Regions from separate parts of the Sus scrofa genome. Here all the other regions are linked to region 1. The links are chromatin contacts, called in public HiChIP or PLAC-seq and promoter capture Hi-C maps. All regions are on one chromosome and are shown on one strand. Each heading gives the region's core, a stretch centred on a gene start, on an enhancer-like site or on the middle of the called end of the contact. The rest is flanking DNA. Distances are from core to core; before and after follow the strand shown. Region 1 holds the start of RIPK2 (receptor-interacting serine/threonine-protein kinase 2). Region 2 holds the start of DECR1 (2,4-dienoyl-CoA reductase 1). Region 3 holds the start of NBN (nibrin).

Evidence for each region. Promoter capture Hi-C pulls out the DNA fragments that hold promoters and counts their contacts. HiChIP or PLAC-seq counts read pairs in DNA pulled down with a chosen protein or histone mark.
Region 2: an H3K27ac HiChIP or PLAC-seq map of alveolar macrophages shows a contact between it and region 1. The contact joins the promoter of DECR1 here to the promoter of RIPK2 in region 1. A contact is called at or near these places in 1 of 5 promoter capture datasets (liver), 1 of 47 Hi-C or Micro-C datasets (liver) and 2 of 2 datasets of contacts at active chromatin or transcription factors (alveolar macrophages and skeletal muscle).
Region 3: a contact with region 1 is called in a promoter capture Hi-C map of fetal liver, with 4 times the contacts expected there. The contact joins the promoter of NBN here to the promoter of RIPK2 in region 1. A contact is called at or near these places in 2 of 5 promoter capture datasets (fetal liver and liver), 4 of 47 Hi-C or Micro-C datasets (embryonic fibroblasts, heart right ventricle, liver and 1 more) and 2 of 2 datasets of contacts at active chromatin or transcription factors (alveolar macrophages and skeletal muscle).

The regions. Positions count from the first base shown.
Region 1 is chr4:47,072,158-47,076,982 of Sscrofa11.1, reverse strand. RIPK2 (receptor-interacting serine/threonine-protein kinase 2) reads left to right here and starts at 1,850. Exons shown (of 11, transcript XM_021089139.1): 1 at 1,850-2,638. The coding sequence starts at 2,466.
Region 2 is chr4:46,765,370-46,770,194 of Sscrofa11.1, reverse strand. It overlaps DECR1 (2,4-dienoyl-CoA reductase 1), which reads left to right and starts at 2,768. Exons shown (of 10, transcript NM_001190232.2): 1 at 2,768-2,849. The coding sequence starts at 2,802.
Region 3 is chr4:46,785,346-46,790,170 of Sscrofa11.1, reverse strand. NBN (nibrin) reads right to left here and starts at 2,507. Exons shown (of 15, transcript XM_021089137.1): 1 at 2,340-2,507; 2 at 126-256. The coding sequence starts at 2,376.

The DNA of each region.
Region 1 (4,825 bases), core at 601-3,100:
AAATGCTGTTTCCATTCCTCTATAATTTTTATTTTTCATAGAATTAATAATTACCTCATTTTTTCACTTGCTTATATTTTTAAAAATTCTGTCCAGTTTTATCACATATATCATTAGATCTATCAAACACCTATGAATGTAACTACCCAAATACTCAAAATTAGGTAATCTGTAATTCAATTATTTTAACTAGTTTCTCTTCTTGGAGCCTGCCCTCCTCCTGCTCCAGTGAAAATGGATTGCTCTCTAATTCTGCCACTTACCTTTCATCCTAATATTTCCCTTCATATTCTTCTGTTCTTGTGTTCTGAATCCTATGTCATTTTCTTTTTTTGTTTTACTCTCATATTTTGTGGGAGCACATCTTCTAGAAGCTTTCTTTAAAAAAAGGCAAATGGATGGAAAATAAATGTTTGCGTCTTTATATATAGGTGCAAATGTTTTTATTCTGTTCTTATACTTAATAGTTTGACTACAGAATTCCAGGCTGAAAGCTACTGTCCTTCAAAATTTGAAAAAAATCTCTGCAGTGCATTAGCATAAAATCATTATTATTGAGAAATCCAATGCCATTCTAATTCCCATTCATTTTTTTGTTTCTTCCCTCCGAAAACTTTTGGAATCTTTTCTTTCTTAGGGTTCTTATCTTTTTATTGATGTGTTTTAATATGTATCTTTATGCAAACTATTACATTTAGAATTAATAAGCAATGAGGTCCTACTGTACAACACAGGGAACTATATCCAATTTCTTGGGGTAGAGCATGATGGAAGACCATATGAGGAAAAAAAATGCACATATAAGTATGACTGGGTCACTATGTTGTACAGCAGAAATTGACATAATACTGTGTATCAACTATACTCTAACAAAAAATGTAAAAAATTTTAAAGATATAGGTCTTTTTTCATTCACTGTGAGGAGCTAATGGGCCCTTTCAATATGAAGACCTTTGTCCTTTGATACTGGAAAAATTTCTTAAATTGTTATTTTGATCATTTCCTCTTTATTTACATTTTACTCTCTTTGGAACTCTTTTTTAACTGGATGAAAGAATGAAAGGAAAAAGTTTTCTGAGCACTTTTTGAGCAAAAAGCTTATTAAGTAATAAACCACAGATTATCAGACCATATCTTTGAAGCTAGACATTTTATTTTGAATGATCAAATTTTAAAACACTCTCATTACAGTTTCCATTTATTGTAAAATGTAACATTGCCACTATCATTTCAGACAATACAAAAAAGGAAGCACCGATTCTCTTTAGGCAAAAATCTCTCATTGAAATCAGGCATTCCTTATTACTTTTGTCTTAGAATTCATTAAATGTCTGGCATGATCTTGGTATTGCATATATTTGCACGCACACTTTGCAAAATAGTCATTTCAGTAGAAAAGTGTTTAAGGTAAAAAGATGAACAGATGTTTGCAGTTTTTTCTGACTGACATTAAACACTGTTTTCTTCCCAGATCTATAAGACAAGCGTTTTCAGTCTTACCTGGAATCAGAGGGAAGGAGAGACTGAAGGTTATTTTTCAATCTCTGTCTATAATTGTGGACTTTGGGGGTGGGGGAAGGAGTAAGAGAAATAGGTCTCATAGTGAACTAAACAGCTGAACTTTTTGTCGGGGTTAAACTCCGACAATCCACCCCCTCAAGACTGAAGTAGCTGGAAGTAATGGAAGATTGGAGTTCAGATAGGCAGGTAAATTTACCCCTATCTGACTCACTGGGTTCAAGAGCTGAGTCCTGGTTAGTCACCACTGCATTCCCTCAAAGCACATTCTGCGCAGGCGCACAGTCCTAGTTGTCAGTCATCACACCCGCCCCGCCACCCCTCCGGGGTTTAGCGACTCCCGGAACACTCGGGGCCCAGAGGAAATTCCTCCGGGGTAAGGGGGGGGGGGGGGGGCTGCTGCCCGGTATGAGGCTGCAGAGAGGAACTGTGCCCAAAAGCAAACTTTCCAAACCTAGCAGGTGGGGGGAGAGAAGACAAAATTGAGCGCCTCTGGTTCCCTTCCCCATCCCAAGCCCGCCCGTACCCCGCCGAAGCGGCACGGGTTTTCTGGGCGCCACCAGGCAGAAATCCTGGCCTCATATCGAGGCCGGAGCCAGCTGGAAGGACCGCGGGCTGTACCGGGGCCCTCTTCGTCGCTTTAGCGTCAGTCGCTGACGTCGACTGAGAAGTCTAGGGAGGGAGGAGCCCCGAAGGGCGGGCTCTGGTGGCTGCGCCTGAGAGGAAGCTCCTCCTCCACCCGCCCAGCGACCCCAGTCTCTAGAGGAGTACTCGGGCTCGGGAAACGCTGCGGCTTGGTGTGGGCTGCTCGGGGAATGGATGACCTCGTGACCTAGCGTCCAACAGCGGGGAGGGCTGGCCGCCCCGAGCGCGCTGGGACGGAGCCGCGGGAACAGCGGGCACACCCGGAACCGGCTGGTGGCCGAGTGCCCGCGCCGCCCGCCACCATGAACGAGGAGGCCATCTGCAGCGCCCTGCCCACCATCCCGTACCGAAAGCTCGCTGACCTGTGCTACTTGAGCCGTGGCGCGTCCGGCACCGTGTCGTCCGCCCGCCACGCAGACTGGCGCATCCAGGTGGCCGTAAAGCACTTGCACATCCACACCCCACTGCTTGACAGGTAAGTCTCCCCAGCGGTTCCCCCGCGGAGTCCCGAAATGTATGTGCCCTGTCCCCTCTGGCTCCAACCCTGGGCTGGCGGGCTCTTCTGCCCAAACGACGGTGACCATGGAGTCGGCCCTACCATTCGTCACTGCTAGGCAGCCCTTCAAGGCTCAGGGCTAACCTGATAGGGAAAACTGGCTTCTCTGAAGATGCAGCAGCCATCGCACTTCTTTTCACAGCCTTCTCTCCTTGGCCTTACTTTCTCCAGGCACCAAAAATCTGCAGTCACAGCCCAACTCTAAACGTCCTCTTTACTGAAATTGGATTTTGTTTGCTTTGTTTTCACCCCTTCTTTTCTGTTTTTGTTGTTGTTTTTTGGGGTTTTTGGTTTTTTTGATTTTTTGTTTTTTTGTTTTTGTAGATGGGTTTCTACCCAATAGGTAGCTCTTAACCATAGGTGGCTTTTGAGCACTTGAAATGTGGCTTTCTGAACTGAAATGTGCTCTAAGTGTAAAATACACAGCAGATTTCTACCACTCACTATTGAAAAAATTATATATATCATTAATACTTTTATATTGATATGCTAAGATGATATTTTTGATACACTGGGATAAATATATTAAAGTTCATTTCAGGTGTTTCTTTTTACTTTTAAAGTGGCTGCTAGAAAATTTTTAATTGTGTGGCTCACATATTTTTATTGCACAGCATGGCTCTAGAGTCAGGGATGTTTCAGTTTTGGCTTTTTATTGTTGTTTTGGTTCGCTACATGTAGTCATGAAAGTTTAGATATCAAATTCAATTCAGTTTGGTTTCTACCCTTAGTCTCACAGAGAAGGAAGCCTGTCCCTAGAGGAAATACATATTGTTTTTTGCTAACAATAAACCAAAATCAGAAGATGGTTATATGACCAAAATTTTTGAATGTCTTTCAAATCCAGCAACAATATTAGTGCAGTTGTCCAGTTTTTAAGGGACAGCTAGCAATGGTTTCTGTTTCCAGAAAAGTCTTTGAACCATATGTATTAGTCAGTGATCTAGTCAGCAGTCTTGTGTATTTTCTTTCCAACAGGAATTTAACTAGGCCCTGTATTCAATTCTTAGTGAGTTAACATTCATGATTGCAACATTCTCCTCTCCTCCTCCCTGTGTCTAAAGTGAAAATACATCATGCTAGATGCCTGATTGGCCAGAGGCTGTAGGCATCCAATAGCAGATTAATTCCTCAGCTTCAGCACTGCTAATATTTAACTTTCATCTGCCTGGGGCTTTTCTTTGCTCTCTTGTTGTCAGGCTTGGATGGACTAGATCTTACAGTAAGTTTGAGACATCTTTAGATATTTTTCACACTTTTTGTGTACCATAATCCAGACCTACTGATATACAGGGTGTGTTTATCCTGGGCCTTGAATTCTGTGGAGCAGGTCCTGGGCAATGTTGTGTATGTGAATGTAGTCAGCTCTGAAGAGTGGTGATTGATTAAAGAAGGCGGACATATTTTAGAATCAACTGTTTTAAAATGTAGAAGTCTAGTACTTATGTACTCATTAGGTATTTTAAAGCAAATTGATCCATTTTGGATCTGCTTCTCAAGATTTTAATTTAAGTTTTGTGCCATTTGGGGCCAAGAAATGAAGATGGAGTTTCCTTTCCATGCTCATTAACAATTTTTATAATCTAAAATTCTTTACTAAATTTGGAAGGAGACTAACTCTGTTGTCAAAGAAACCATAAAAACCAGTGATACGCTTTGGCATTACTGCATCACATTTTTTTCTCCCACTTATTACCTAGAATGTTAACATTAGCAGTATTTTGGTAGTCTGAGCATAGGGCTAGGCTGTGCTGTTGACTCACAGGTGTCTATTTCCTCACTTGTAAAGCCAGGCATACAAATACATGTACTTCTTGGGCTCTGGTGTGGATAATGTTTGCTTTGTTCTTTGGAATCATGAAAGAAAAATAAATTTATGTGCTGTCACATGTTCATTCTTATTTTAGTGATTGGTGAGTTCTCTATAACCTGACTTCTGCCCAATGAGTGGTCCTTCAATAGTCTTCCAACTCCTTATGAGTAGATGAGTCTGATTGGTTTTATGAACACCCTGTGTAGACAACATAGCTGTTTTGTGACTGAATTTTTTTTTTTTTTTGGTCTTTTTGTCTTTTTGTCTTTTCTATGGCTACACCCACGGCTTAT
Region 2 (4,825 bases), core at 1,519-4,018, 310 kb after region 1:
GACTGAACCCGCAACCTCATGGTTCCTAGTTGGATTCGTTAACCACTGCGCCATGACGGGAACTCCACCAAGTTTGCTTTCTGCAGAGTTCAGCAGTTCAGTGGTTTCCAACATTCCTTTGTCTGGAATATTCAACAATACAGTATTTACAATTATAATGCACCATACATGTGTGTGTGTGTGTGTGTGTGTGAGAGAGAGATGGGAATCACACATGATAGAACTTACCAAAATGTCTGTCTTTTGAGGATACAAATCTGTAGCGCCTCTAGTATGGAGACCTAGACCAGCCCAGAAGTCAAGGCAACTTTCTGAGAAAATGACATTTAAGCTATCTCCTGAAAATAGGGGTGAGAGGCAGCCACACTAAGGTGGAAGTGTAGGTATCTGTGTGTATGTGCAATGGAGATGGGAGGGGGAAGGTGTGAGGAGCTGGGGTGTATGAGGAGGGATAAGCATAAATCATGATATGATTTTAGGCTCTTTGATTTCAAGACAAATATAAATTAATACGGCCATTTCTTTTGTGTTACATTCTGGTATAGTGTGTGTGATTTTTCAACCTCATATTAATGAGAGAAAGCAATATTATTTTATTTGTTCCCATTTTCAGCCCTTATCCATCAGTCTGTGATTGTAAATTCAACCTTAGTCATCTTTAGAACCCTATATCTCTCCTTCACTGTCAGGATCATGAGAAGGTGGGATTTCTCTGAAGCATGTATGTTAGTCCATTCATGCTGCTGCAACAAAATACAATAGACTGAATGGCTCATAAACAGCAGAAATTCATTGCTTACAGTTCTGGAGGCTGGAAGTCCATGATCAGGGTGCCACCAGCAGACAGCCCCTTTCTGGTTTGTGGACTGCCAACATCTCATTGTAATACCATCACTCTGGGGGTCATGATTTCAACGTATGAAATTTGGGGAACATAAGTATTCAGTCCATAGCAGTAAATGTTCTCTGTTTTCTTCCAGAGTTTCCCTGTGGCATTGGCTTTAGTTGCCTACATTGTTAACTACCTGGATAACCTACCTGTATTGTCTGCCTTCTTTCTTCCTGGTGTTCCCAAATGAGTCACTTGGGTTGGATCCTCATCTCAGGAGTCTTCTTTGGAGGAACCCAAACTAAGACAGTGAATTAACACTATAAGGGCACTGTCAATGCCTTCCAGCCAAAGACCACCAGGGACACACCTAAGGTTGAACCAGATGGGTTTATTTAATTTTTCCTTTAAGATAGGACACACATCATGGGAAATCATGAGTCTCTGCAAAAATGTGTCAAAAAGAACCTATTACAGGATTTGGATTTTGGTTGGATGATTTGGGAGATGGTGTAAGGAAGTAGGAATTGGATGTGGGCAGAAAGCACAGGCAATTCTATGAAGGAGGATCTCAATAAATCTTATGTCTAGTAAGAAGAGTCTGGAAAAAAGTTAAAAGTTGCAATTGCCTCTTTTCTTGGCCAAGAGAAATAGCCACTTATCTTGGCCAAGAGCTGGGTTGTTAGGTATTTTGTTGATTACAACTGTGAACTTGTTTTTGTCTGTGCTTAGACAAAACTGTGAAGTAGACTCCTGCCTTCTGACCTCAAAATAATCTTGTTTGAAGTTGGTATTCTGAGCGTTGGTTTATGCCTGGTAGATTAGCATGGTCTACCTGTGAGTGCCAGGCCAATTTCTGAAAGTCCAGGGCTGATTTTTTTTTTCCTCAGCACTTAGAAAATGCAAGGCATAGTTCCAGCTGTGGTGCAAAGGGATTGGTAGCATCTCTAGCATCTCTGCAGCTCCAGGACACAGGTTCAATGCCCTGGCCAAGCACAGTGGGATTTGGTGTTGGCTCTGCTGTGGCCGAGAAAGAAAGCAAGCCAAAAAAAAAAAAAAAAAAAAAAAAAAATGCAAGGTGCTTAAACTCTCAATGTCACATACTATCAGTCTGACCCTGGGGCTTCACATGCATCCTCTTTTAATCTTCACAATAATTCTGTTAGGTATGAATAGTCACATTTCAGAAGTACGGAGAGAGTTCCTGTTTGTGCTTCAGCAGGTTAGGAGCCCGACTAATATCCATGAGGATGGGGGTTCTATCCTTGGCCTTGCTCAATGGGTTAAGGATCTGGCCTTGCCACAAGCTGTGGCACAGGCCAGCAGCTGCAGCTCCAACATGACCCCTAGCCCAGGAACGTCCACATGCCTCCAATGCAGCCCTAAAAAAAAAAAGAAAAGAAAAGAAAAGAAAAGGATAAACCTGCCTTTCCCTGCTATCTCTCAGTGTTAAAGGGCATTTTGTCCCTGGAAAAGTCAAAGCTGCCCAGCTTTTTATTAGATTTCAGCCACTTTCCCCTAATTAGGCAAAGGGAAGCTGTGTCTTTACTATATTATTGCCGATGTGCGGTTCAGCTTGGACTTAGGCACCGAAGGAATAAACATAAATTATTGACAAGCACCTGGGCAGTATACACATGCCACGTCTTTCTGCAATCTGCACTTTTCTGGCACAGTCAATTCATCCACCCACCCAAGGCCATCTAAAGCGCTATTACTGGCCTTAACATTATTTTTACAATCCACAGACAAGGTAAATAGAGAACAAGAAAACGTATGGGAGAGGTCAAGCTGGGCAGTGCCCTTGGGCTCAGACCCATGTAGAAGGGCCGTCCTTCTACGGCAGGCCGTCCTGGCCGCTAGGGGCCAAACCGCTGCCAAGGCCAGCCTGCTCCCCGCCCAGTTTGTGGAGCCTGGGTATTTCAGGCCGGCCCCTTGCGCCCCCGCGCGTTCCTGCGCGGAGAGACAAAACATGGCGCTGCTAGGCCGGGTTTTCGCCCCTGGACACGGTCCTCGGCGGGTAAGGCGGCGCTGGGACGGCCCAGGTTCCCGCGCGACCCTCGCGAGCACTCTGTCCCGGGTGCGCGCTGAGCAAGACGGGGTGGGGGGTTGCCTGGTCACCGGGAGAAGCGCATAACCTGGATCCGCAGCCCCTGGTGGGGGCAGCCAGGACAGTGTGTCAGGCGGAGAGAGGAGAAAACACTGGGGCCTGGAGGGAATCTCGCGAAGAGCGCGAGCCCTGCGACTAGGTTTAAGGAGAAAAGTAATGTTAGGCTGTTGTCGGAGGACGTCCTGGTATACGTTTGTGTTTGTGTGTAGGGGGGTGGGGAGGGCACGCCAATTCTCAAAGGTTTCCCATTCTTAGAAGTTTCAAAGTTGTGTGTAAATAGGAAAAGAGACGGACACTACATACTTGCCCTTTGAGGTAGGAGAGGGGGACCAGGTGGGGGAGTGGGGACTGGAGGGAGCATTGGCCTTATCTGCAGTTGTCTGTTTTTTGTTTTGTTTTGTTTTTTAATGAAAAGTGTTAGTTGTGCAGTTAAACATTAATACAAACATATTCACATTAAAAAAATAAAGAAAATCCAGCTCTTTATAGTTCCCTTCCTAGAGATAATGCTGGCAGAACTGCATCTCAGGCAGGCTTCCTCATAATTTTTTGTTTTTGTCTTTTTTTTGCCATTTCTTGGGCCACTGCTGCAGCATATAGAGGTTCCCAGGCTAGGGGTCTAACTGGAGCTGTAGCCACTGGCCTAGCCAGAGCCACAGCAACTTGGCATCCACACCTCACTGCAACACAGGATGCTTAACCCACTGAGCAAGGCCAGGGATTGAACCCTCAACCTCATGGTTCCTAGTCAGATTCGTTAACCACTGAGCCACTAAGGGAACTCCAATTTTGTTTTGTATTGTCGACATCTCTCTTAGTCAAAATAAAATTTGCAAATAAAGTAAGTGGGAGGGGTGAAGAAAGAGAAAGGAAAATGAAGCTATAATATCCAGGATGGTCCCTTTCACCAACTAGATTAAAACAAACAAACAAACAAACAAACAAAAAACTTAGCTAAATGAAACTAAACCAGAAATCACAATTTCCTTAGCCAGTTTAGAAAAATTATTCTGCCAACTGTGAAAAACTTTTTTCAGTTCAACACAAAGGGCAGACTCTTTTTTTGGAAAACATGGACAAATTCCAAATGTAACCACAGGAAATGGCATAGTGAATCTGAAGTAAAAGACAGCTTCCTTTTAAAAAGTGAGATTTGTTCAAGGCTAGGGTTTTATTGATAATATTTTTCTCTTCCTGTAAAGATTTAGCTTCTTGTAAAAGATGGATGTATTTTCTGATCTTAAAGAACTCTCATTTGGATCCTACAGTGGCTCTGTAAAGTAGAAGTCTTCAGTTTTTTTTTTTTTTTTTTAAACACATATCATTTGAATTGTAGTAACCTTATCCCAGTTCTTCTAATACTATTAGACAATACAGTATGAGAGGGAGAAAATGAACTCTTTTAAAAATTAATTACGGAGTTCCCATTGTGGCTCAGCGGAAACGAATCTGACTAGGAACCATGAGGTTGCAGGTTCGATCCCTGGCCTTGCTCAGTGAGTTAAGGATCCAGCGTTGCTGTGAGCTGTGGTGTAGGTCGCAGATGCGGCTTGGATCTGGCATTGCTGTGGCTCTGGTGTAGGCTGGTGGCTACAGTTCCAATTAGACCGCTAGCCTGGGAACCTCCACATGCTGCTAGTGTGGCCCTAAAAAAAAAAAAAAAAAAAAAAAAAGGACAAAAGAAATTAATTATAATCTTGTTACCAAGTCCAGGCTCACTATCCTGTAAGTTTTGGTCTGTAGGCAGCATCCAGGATGACTAAGCACAAGTGACAGAGGACAAAGATTAAAGTAAAAGGAGCAGATCAATATGGAGTCAGATTTGTGTTAACCAAATGCAAATTCATGTGCCCAAAAATCAGTAAGACCAAACAATACCGAAATAC
Region 3 (4,825 bases), core at 1,258-3,757, 290 kb after region 1:
AAAAAAAACTAACAGCCCTATGAAATGAAAAGTCTCTCAAACTCTCTCTTACATATACACCAAGGTATATCATGTATATTTCAATCCCCTTACTATAAGCTAGTGAAATAAAATTAGTAACTTACCAGGTTGGTTATAGAAAAGTTAGCAGTTAATATAGCATGATTTCGACTGATTGATTGATCATCTTCAATTAAAATGTCACAATTTTTCCTTCCAACAATGTACTCAACACCAGTCAAAAGTCTGTATGGGTCTAAGAATTTTTTAAAAAAATAAATTAACAGATCCATACACAACCATGTATTTATAAGTATGACAAACAATTAAGTATTTTTATTTTGCTATCTAAATGCTGACAAACAACTTCATGTAAATCAAATTTGTGTTTTCTAGTAAAGCCTCACTGAAGGATGCAAATCTGTATAGACGGAAAGCTCAACCTTTTGTCTAAAGAGAAAACAATATTGAAAACTGTCAATGCTTGCCCAAATTAAAAATTTAATGCATTACAAAACAAAATCACAACAGTATGTTTAGAACCTAGTATGGTAAAGTATGGTACTGGATCAAGAGTAAAAAATAGGAGTTCCTGTCATGGCTCAGTGGTTAAAGAATTCGACTAGGAACCATGAGGTTTAGGGTCTGATCCCTGGCCTCACTCAGTGGGTTAAGGATCTGGTGTTGCCCTGAGCTGTGGTTTAGGCCACAGATGAGGCTTGAATCCCACGTTGCTGCGGCTCTGGGGTACGCCTAGCAGCTATAGCTCTGATCAGACCCCTAGCCTGGGAATCTCCATATGCTGAGGGAGTAGCCCTAGAAAAGGCAAAAAAAAAAAAAGAATGAAAAATGTAGATCAATCAATGCACAAAAATTCCAGACCAAAGTGAAGTGCATATATTGGGTAATTTTTTTTTTTCTGTTAAGGTAGATTTAAGAACATGGCAGAGTGTATTAGTTTTTAAAAATTTTGGAAATCACAAATTGTTGGAGTCATAGCATGTATGCTGGAGTTTAGTCTTGGAGCACTGCAGTTGTAGAATGATGAAGATAAACAAGACAAGTAGCAAAGAGTCCAGGTAAGCTTTGACCAGATTTGGAACACATTTTGTTAACCAGATTCTTAACCTAGGGTGGACTCTTTCAACAAAAAACCTGTGTAGGTTTACTCACATTTTTCCTAGAAGTATGGACCCCATAGCTTCCATTAGATTCAATATCCTCCAAAAGTTTAAGAATGCCACCTACTGGCACTAGTGGCATTTTACTTCTACTACCACCCTAAAGGACACAAGGAGACAGTCACAGGCTACAACTGTTCCTGGAAACTGTTCCTACTTGTCTACCACAGTTTATGTTCTATCTCTGCAATGCTCCAAGTCCACAGCAATGCCTTGATCTTTATAATATTTTTATTTTGAGTCTTTATAATATTTTTAAGTCTATAAATACTATGAGATATTATTAGAGTATTTTTCCATTTGTTTGGTCCTCTCCACACTTCCTGACATTGTCAGTCAATTGAGTCTGCACATAGATTTTTTTTTTTTTGTCTTTTTGCTATTTCTTGGGAGATTTTTTTTTTTTCAACCATAACGTACACTTTCTGAAGGCAAGACCAATCATAGGCTAACCCTGTTTATCTATGAACTAATAAGTGCTTACACAGAGTAGGCAAGCAATTAACATGAGATTACCATTTTCCATTCTTAGAAATAAAAAAAAAGAAAAACAATTTTTTTCAGTTGTTCTGATGACAAAATGGAAAAAGGCTCTGAAACAAAACCGAAAGTACGCTTTCCCGTGGTTGCCATTTACCCAAGTCATCTTCGTGGCTATTTACAAAAACAATGTGTTCAAAACGGAGTCATCAGTTGCCACTGTGTTTTCTAGCTTGGGTTAACTTATTCTGGGTATTTCTTCAAAAGCCTAAAACACTGGGAGTCACAACAGGTACCCCTGCTAAGGATTAATCCTGCAGACCATCTAAGCCAGGATCAGAGCAGCTGGTCCCGTCAGTGGCTTTGGTCCTAACCGTGGAGTACCCCGGCGGCCGACCCGGCGGTCCCTGGCCGCCCAGCGCCGCACACCTACTCCCCTGCCCAATTTAAAGCCTGTTTCGCAAGCACTGCGCTGCCGAGGAAAACAGCGCGATCCCCACACAACAAATGCGCCGTTTTTCCGCATCAGCCCTCCGGCCTCCCAGGGCGAGAACGAAGAACAGCCCAGAAGGCGGCGAAAGAGGCGAGAACGGACCGGAAACATCGCTCTGCAAACCCTCTGCCTACTGCAGCTGCTCCAGGGAAATCCGTCCCTAGACATTTCCCTTCCGCCCTTACCTCGGGCCGAGGCCGCGGCAGGAATCAGCTTCCACATGGTCCTGGATCCTCAGGGTTGGATCCGACATGCAGCAGCGTGACCGCAGCGACCGACGTGCGTGGCCGTAGCGCCCGCAGTCGGCGCGGACTCTGAGACGTGCGCGCTCCCGGGAGCCGGGCGGGCCTAAAAAGAGGAGGGAAAGGGGAATCAGACTTGGACGCCTGGTCGCCACCTGGTGGTTAGGAAAGAAACAGCTCAACCTGTATTAAACTGGATATCTTGCATGTATGTGCATAACTGATGCACTTTGCTGTACACCTAAAACTAACACAAAACTGTAAGTCAACTACACTCCAATGAAATTTTAAACATAATTAAATAGTATTTACTTTATCTCTGAATGAAAAAAATTAAAGCTGTTCGATGAACACTACAAAGTAAACACCCTAGAGTATACTTCTGATTAGATAATTTCTGGTTCTCAGAAGCATTGTCTAATGGAGTTTCCTGGTGGCTCAGTGGGTTAAGGATATGGCGTTGTCTCTGCTGTGGCTTGGGTCTCTGCTGTGGTGCAAGTTCCATACCTGACCTGGGAACTTCCACTTGGCCATGGGTGCAGAAAAATAAAAGCTAGATTTCCATTCTCTGTTATGAACATAAATATGAAAACCCTATACACAAAATTAGTGAATTGAGTTAGGTGGTATATAAAAAGGACAATCATGGCTAAGTGGGGCTTATTTCAGAAATATAAAGGAGGATGTTAACTGGAGGGAAAATAAATGTAATTCATCAGAATAACAGAAAAAGTGGGGAAAATCATGATCATGGTAGTTGTAGTAAAATCATTTGATAAAATTCAGCATCCATCCATTTATTCTCAGCAAAATAGGAATAAAGGGAACATCCTTGATCTGATAAAGAGCACCTACAAAAAAACCCTGCTGATTTCATTATATTTAAGGTAAATTATTTAATCTTTTCCCCAGCACTAGGAATGAAATAAGAACACTTTTGCTCTTACTGCTTATTTTCAACATGGTTTTAGATGTTCTAATCAATGCAATCAAGGGGAAAAGGATTGGAAAGGAAGAAATACCGGTCATTATTCACAATGACATGATAATGTACACTGAAAATCTAAAAGAATTGAAAAGTGAATTTAATAAGGTCACTGAATACCATGTCTAAAATATTCAATTGTGTACCTTTATTCCAGAAAATAAGTAGAAAATGATATTTAAATAATTATAATAGTACCAACAGTCATCAAATACTTTGTTAGAAATCTATCAAAGATGTGATACAGAACATTATTGACTACAAAATATTACTGACACAAATTAAAATAAATCCTAAATAAATGCAGGACAACATGCCATGTTCATGGACTGTTAAGATGTCATTTCTCCCAAAATTGATCTATAGATCCAATGCAACTACAATAAAGTCTCAGAAGATACTCTGAGTGGAAATTGTCAAGAAGTTTCTAAAATCTATATGGAAATGCAAAGGCTGAGAATAGCCAAGGAAATTTTGAAGAATAAATCTGGAGTACTTATAACCACCAAATATCAAGATGTATTATTATAAAGTTAGTTATTGTCAGTGTTCTATTGGCACAAGGATAGGAAATAGGCAAATGTGTCAAAATAGACCTTAAAAAGTTCTACACATGTAATGTGATTTTTCAAAAGTGATATTTCAGAGCAATGGAAGAAAGTTTTTCTTTTTTTCAATAAATGGTCCTGGGGATATTAGTTAACACTACAGAGGAAATAAAGACTGACCCCATATCTCACACACATACGAACTTTCAAATATACAAAACAGTATCATTACCTATAGTTATTGTGTTGTATGTTACATTATAGCTGGAAATTGTACACTTTTTAAAATTTACTATCTTGCCTATGCAATTTCAGAGGCTCCCCTGTGGCCTTTTCTACTTTGATAGCTCTTACCCCTTAGGCCAAAGAACTGGACTGATATGGGTGCTGTACTAACTACCAAATATGTCCATTCCAATCATACATTTGGGAACTGGGGCAGTAATCACTAGGTAGGTACCTGTGCTCAGTAGACCTATTTATGCCCCACATGGAAAAAAATTCCATTTATTATCTGACTCCTGTATAACTGTGGGCCATGATAATACTTTGGTTCCTAGATAACAGCAATGATTATATCCAAGAATCCTCAAAATATTTAAGCATTCCTTTTTCCTCAGTGTATGATTTCCCAGGGAAACGGCAATTGGTCCTTTTAGGGAAGGACTGAGGGTAAAGTGAGCATGTGTGGGGAAATTACTACCATATATTCTCACCGTAGTGTTGCAGAGTCCTACCTTGCAATTCTTCCTCTTCTTCAGTAAATGGGTTCTAGTAAAGTAGCTGAAATCAGGAAACTGGGTAAGAGACTGTGACTTTTTATTGAGTCTGCTGCTTTCAGCCTTATGCCACTCATCCTTGATTTCTTCTCATTTTATAGTTTGAGCATGCCCTTG